2 separate regions of the Hordeum vulgare genome follow, and region 2 is linked to region 1. Evidence: chromatin contacts called from public Hi-C data. All regions are on one chromosome and are shown on one strand. Each heading gives the region's core, a stretch centred on a gene start, on an enhancer-like site or on the middle of the called end of the contact. The rest is flanking DNA. Distances are from core to core; before and after follow the strand shown. Region 1 has its middle 110 kb from the start of LOC123445246. Region 2 has its middle 44 kb from the start of LOC123440711.

Region 1 (2,700 bases), core at 69-2,568:
GTGCCTCCGACGTGCAGCAGCAGCTGCTGCTGCTACAGGAGCAACCGGCCGGACTATGTCATGTGATGCAACGCATGGGAGATGGATGGGACCTCCTCCCGCCGTGCGCTGACAATCGGTCACCCCTCATCACTATCCTATGTCGGCTCCATCATCCATCGGCTGCGTACGTTGCAAGCAGCAACTTATCGACTCGTAACACCGCAAACACACGCTTCCTGGATCTGTATGTATCCCCGCATGTCGTGTGTAGTCTACAGCGATTGTCATCCGTTTATTTCCTGATATAAATGGTGTTCTTCCTTTAACTCATAACGAGGTATCATCAAGATGATAAACACACATCTGGTCTTTGAACGACTAGGATGTGTATAGTCAACATGGGTGCGCGCACACACGCAAAATATCATACTGACAAGGAAAAACATCATACAAAACACACACACACACACAAAGCTGCCACTCATTACGAGCGACTCCGGCGACGACCAACATGACCGCCGCAGCCACCCTTCCCTTCCTCTTGCCCCCCTCGCTGCCGCCAAAGATAGCGGGAGGGCAAGCCCACGAGGCTTTTAAGCATGTTTTTGCGTCGTTACCTTGTCGAGGACATCACTCGGATATGCTCAGACTGACTCTTCGGGCAGAAACATAGAATCAGGTCCTTGTTGGTTAGATTCATCGACGGCGAAGCTTGAGCGTCGCTCCCTTTTTAAAGACGTTGTTGTTGGAAAAATTTGACGTCCTTATGATGTCATAAGATGGTTAGTGTGGATGTGATCATTGTTATAGTTTGCTGATCGAAGATTTGATCACTTCCGTCTTTTTTATTATTTTTACTCGTCAACACATAATTTTGATCTTATATGATTTTGTTATTTATCGACGTGCTTTTTTTCTCTCTTCGATGAGTATTGGTATTGATTATGTGCATCTAGTATGGAGAGGTCAGGTGTGTGGTAACTGTGTTTGTATTCTATTAGGCAAGCTGGACCGATCTAGTCAAGTTTTCGTCAACACTTTCAAAGAGGATCATGTGCGTCATAGCCACTTAGCCCCAGACAGTTGCAGTGGTTGGTCAGTGTAAACGGGGGAACCGGCATCTTCTCCGCCGGGAGGAAAACTCGTCAGCAAGGTTGAATCTCCGTCGCTCTAGCTGAAGAGGGAACATGGTTGTGTCGAGAGAGGTCCCGTCGTCCGGTCCATTCGTCGCACCTGACGTAACGCTTGGGCATGGCGCCGGAGAGGTCCTGGGTCCCTTTTCCTGGGAGCGACGTACGCTTTTATTTTCCTTCGTGCCGACCCGTGAGATGGTACAGAGATCGATCCATCCACCAAACCACCAGGGCAGGACTTGCCGGTGTGTGGATAGATAGACGGTATATATCTAGTGCGTGTTGGCGTTGATTTTGGTCGATGGACAGCGACGCCGCTGTACCCTCGTGAACCCGTAATTCAAACCGGGGTCGTGGCCGTCGCGGCCGTGGTGCAGTGCAGTGCACCCTCACCAAAACACAGGCGCTCGTCGTCGCCTCTGCGGCCAGCCTACGTAGCGTACGTCGGGCAGATCGACTGCACGTCGCAGGCACGCGCACTGTTGGAGATGGACATGGTAGATGGGTCGAGAAAATGCAAGGATCGTGTGGATTAGGCTCGTCAACGTAGAAGAAAAGAATCTCTCCGTGCAATGAACCCCCGGCCCTTTCAGAAGAATTCGGATCATACATAAACATACGTGATCCATCCATCAACGCACTATACATGGTCCATGGTCCAACGACGCACTATACGTGATCCTGCAACAAACTATGTGCATGCATGCATGCATGAAGGAATGATGAACTGATTAATAAGCTACACTGGCTGCACGATGTGGTGAGCCCCAAAGGCCATTCGATCGATGGCATATGCCGGCCGGTCAGCCGGCGCATGTGACCCGACCCCCTATCATCGCAACACGCTAGCTGCCTTGCACGAGATGTGAAGCTAGCTAGGTTTTGCGTCGATCTGGTTCCCGTGGTCGACCACCATCATCATCATTGCCCCATTAACTTCCTTGTATATTTTGCACTTGCAAGCTAGCAGTTAAGCCACGCTGGTGGCCCGGCCGGCCAGCACTGTAGTAGTCTGTAGGGTTGCCTTGCTTGCTCCCTTCGCTCACACCCAACACCCAGCAGCACTTTTCCCCCAAGCTAGAGCTAAGCTAGCTGCTTTGGCTGGGTTAGCAAGGAAGATGCATGAGTAATTGGACAGCAACTGCTGGTACACAACATACTCCTTGCATGTTCTTGACTGGAGTTGATTGGGGTTGGGGGTTGGGGCCCTGCCCCCCTCACTCACCCTTCCATCCTAGGACTAAATTTGTGGTTAGGTGGCGCCATTGGAGTACAAAACTCAACCAACCCCTCCCCTCTTTTGGACTTGATGCGCGTCCTTGGCCGGCCTCACATGCACCATGCAGGCAGCCCACCATTTCGTTTCTGGTAGTACCACCTTGGCGCCTTGCTGCGCCAGATTAATAAACTTTGTTGAGACTTTTCGCTTTTTGGGGTACCACCTGTGTGGTTGTGTTTAGCTTTTAGAAGAAGAAAAGGGTGAGAGGAAACATGAGCAAATCTGAGGCATTGCTTTAGTATCGGTGCAAGTCTTGATTTTTTGGGCGTGGAGTGGAGACATGTGTATATAGGAGTGTAGGCCTAG
Region 2 (2,700 bases), core at 146-2,645, 150 kb after region 1:
CAGTACTCCAAAAGGTAAAACTCATAGTACCAACAAATCTTTGTTGTTTCATCAAATCAAAGAAGAAAAAAAAGCAAACAATATCCACAGGTGTGATTGGCTTAAAATGCCGCGGAAAGTTCCGCAGCCACAAAACCTCCAGATGTTTATGAGCTTATCAAGAAGCATGAGTATTTGGTCCACATAATCCTCATTGTTATCCGATCTTCGGTTAAGCTACCTTCAACGTGTGGTGTTGAGACCTCCAGACCCCAGGTGATGAAGGAACTTTCTTTTTCATTATTATTAGGTGTGATCTCTCATAGGTTTGAACTAATTAAAGAACAAAATTTGCAGCGGCATATATATCATCGACCGACCTTAACGGACAAAGGCGAAACCATTAAGTACTTCCTCCGTAAATTAATATAAAAGCATTTAGAATATTATTTTAGTAATCTAATATTTTTATATTAATTTTCAGAGGGAGTAACATGGCTCCATGTGGGTATTGAATTAGAGGATATTGAGTGCAAGCAAAACTGTTGAACCATGATCAGACATCGTGACATAGCCATCCCCGCAATAAAAAGAATGCCGTCCAGAGAAGCACCACCGTCTACAAAATGTATGGCCGCTGTTTTGTTCAGGAGCGGCCGGTTGGAGCGCCCCCCTTTTGGTTGACCAAATGGCCACTCCAACGTAACGTACGTACGCCCCCTGTTGAGCTCACTTACTTGCAGATGCCACTGGTATGAATGATGATGATGGTCATGGCGTCCACATCGTCGGTCGCCGTCGCATTCGTATCGCGTCGGTCGACAAACTTAAATTTGAACGGATCGCCGCCGCGGTGGCTTGAGTTTAGCGCGAAGCCAACACCTGAATTATACTGCATTTTCTTCGTCCTGGATAACTGAATTCAGCCGGCGGTTCTGCAAGTGCCAAACCCTGAAGCTATTGACGACGGGTTTGGTCATCAGAGAGAATCGTTCAAGTCTTGTATCATGCGACTTACTTTTATGTTTCGTGTTCTAGACTGAGTGCGTATGGGTTTGCGCAGACCCTCACGTCTGATCCGCGGATAAAACCCAGTTTAATCTGGCAGATCTGAAGAATCTAGTACTAACCCAGAAAAACGCATCTACCTCGACTGAAACAGTTCATAACTGTGATGGTGGCAAGGCCAAGAAGAGGAGTCTGAGTTGAACTGTATAACTTTGCTTCTACAATAACGTATGGCTATGGCTAGCAGTAGCAGACGCCATGGATTAGGACCTGAGACAAGACGGTTCCTCTTCAGAAGGTGGCACTTGCTCGAAGCAAGGTCGAGAGGTTTCTTTGCCTGAACAGTGCGCGGGTGCGTGGTCCAGCATGAGGTGTTCTGGTCCGGGAACAGTTCTATGGGAGGATTTGTTTCTAGGGTTCGGTCGGTCGACTAAGGCGTTGCTGTCGGGGGGATACACACGGGCGATGTACGCCGATCACATCTTTCCCCCGTGTAATGCTGTCAAGGATTGGAGGTGAAGTGGTGCACACATTTCCTCCGTGGAATCGGAGCCTGACAGACAAGCAAAAGCCGCCTTTTTTCCGTCCCTCTTGGACCTGTCATTCTCGCCGAAAAATGACGGTTGAAACGCTAAAAACTTCCAACGAATGCAGTTAGCGGAGTGGACCGAATCCACCTGCCCTCAAGAGCCGACTGAACACAGTGAAATCTCCCAGCTGCTGTTATTTTGTCGATAAGTAAAATCACATCAGAAGTCGACTGAATACAGTGAAATCTCATCAGTAGACAAGGTTGTTTTCTAAACCTTTTACGGATGGGTCGAGTTCTTTCTTTCCGTAGTGCCACTGTTACAGGATTGCGCAAAATCTCCTAGGTAGTACTCCTACGGAGTCTGATGTGGATGATTAGCAAGCAAAATTGATTTATTTGAGCGCAGGAGACGACATGTCCGGAGGTGTTCCTGTCATGTGTCCTGCCGAGAAAGCCTAAAAACCGTGCCAACCTTTGGGTTTTTGCTGGATGGAGGGCCACACCACACGCGAAAAAGCGAGGGAGGGCGTGCATAAACAGGAGCAACCTAACACGATCTGCAAAACACCAACCCACCTTCAAATCCTCGACCTAATCACAGCCTAAATTAGGCCTCGGACGGCCATTACCGCCAGCCGAGGTTAGCAAGTCCCGCACCTAAAAGTGCAAGTGTCTCTTTGTTTAATACTCCTACTAAGGATGAAGAAGGGCCGAACAAACAACTTGTGCCACTAGCTCTGGTGTACCCTTTCCATTGCAAGCCATGGCGACCCACTCCGATTTTTCGTAATTAACCGGGCAATTATGTTTCTTCTACAGTGAATCACGGAGTTTCGGGGTTTCTAGAAACATATAGGAGCGGCCCAGTCACTGCCCCAGGACCAAGGAGACATGCCATTTTGTGTTGTGGTGTGTGTGTCTGGAAGGGATCAGGGCCAGGATTGTTGGGTTTGAGGGGAAGCTTGTGGAGGTGGTCAAAGTGGGGTTCGTGTTGCATTGCCGTTGAGAGCGAGAGGCATCGTGCATCAGCAACGAGGAGATCATGCTTTGGAGGCGCCGGCACATTGTCACGATGACTTTAATAAAACGGGCTCGATTTTGACATGGCCATCGGCGATGAGCATCTGATCTGATCGGACGTGACGCGGCATGGCTGAGAAAAAAATGGGCTGGCATAATTG

The links. A called contact is a pair of places that touch in the nucleus more often than the background predicts.
Region 2: a Hi-C map of leaf shows a contact between it and region 1, with 4 times the contacts expected there. The contact joins two enhancer-like sites. A contact is called at or near these places in 2 of 6 Hi-C or Micro-C datasets (leaf and seedling).

Annotation. Positions count from the first base shown.
Region 1 is chr3H:574,655,748-574,658,447 of MorexV3_pseudomolecules_assembly, forward strand. No RefSeq gene overlaps it. Among protein-coding and RNA genes, the nearest start is that of LOC123445246, 110 kb to the right of the region's middle. Within about 2 kb of position 1,319, at least 3 of the 3 cell types and tissues checked have open chromatin away from gene starts, as enhancers often do. A contact at or near this core is called in leaf, where this site is marked.
Region 2 is chr3H:574,809,871-574,812,570 of MorexV3_pseudomolecules_assembly, forward strand. No RefSeq gene overlaps it. Among protein-coding and RNA genes, the nearest start is that of LOC123440711, 44 kb to the left of the region's middle. Within about 2 kb of position 1,396, at least 1 of the 3 cell types and tissues checked has open chromatin away from gene starts, as enhancers often do. A contact at or near this core is called in leaf, where this site is marked.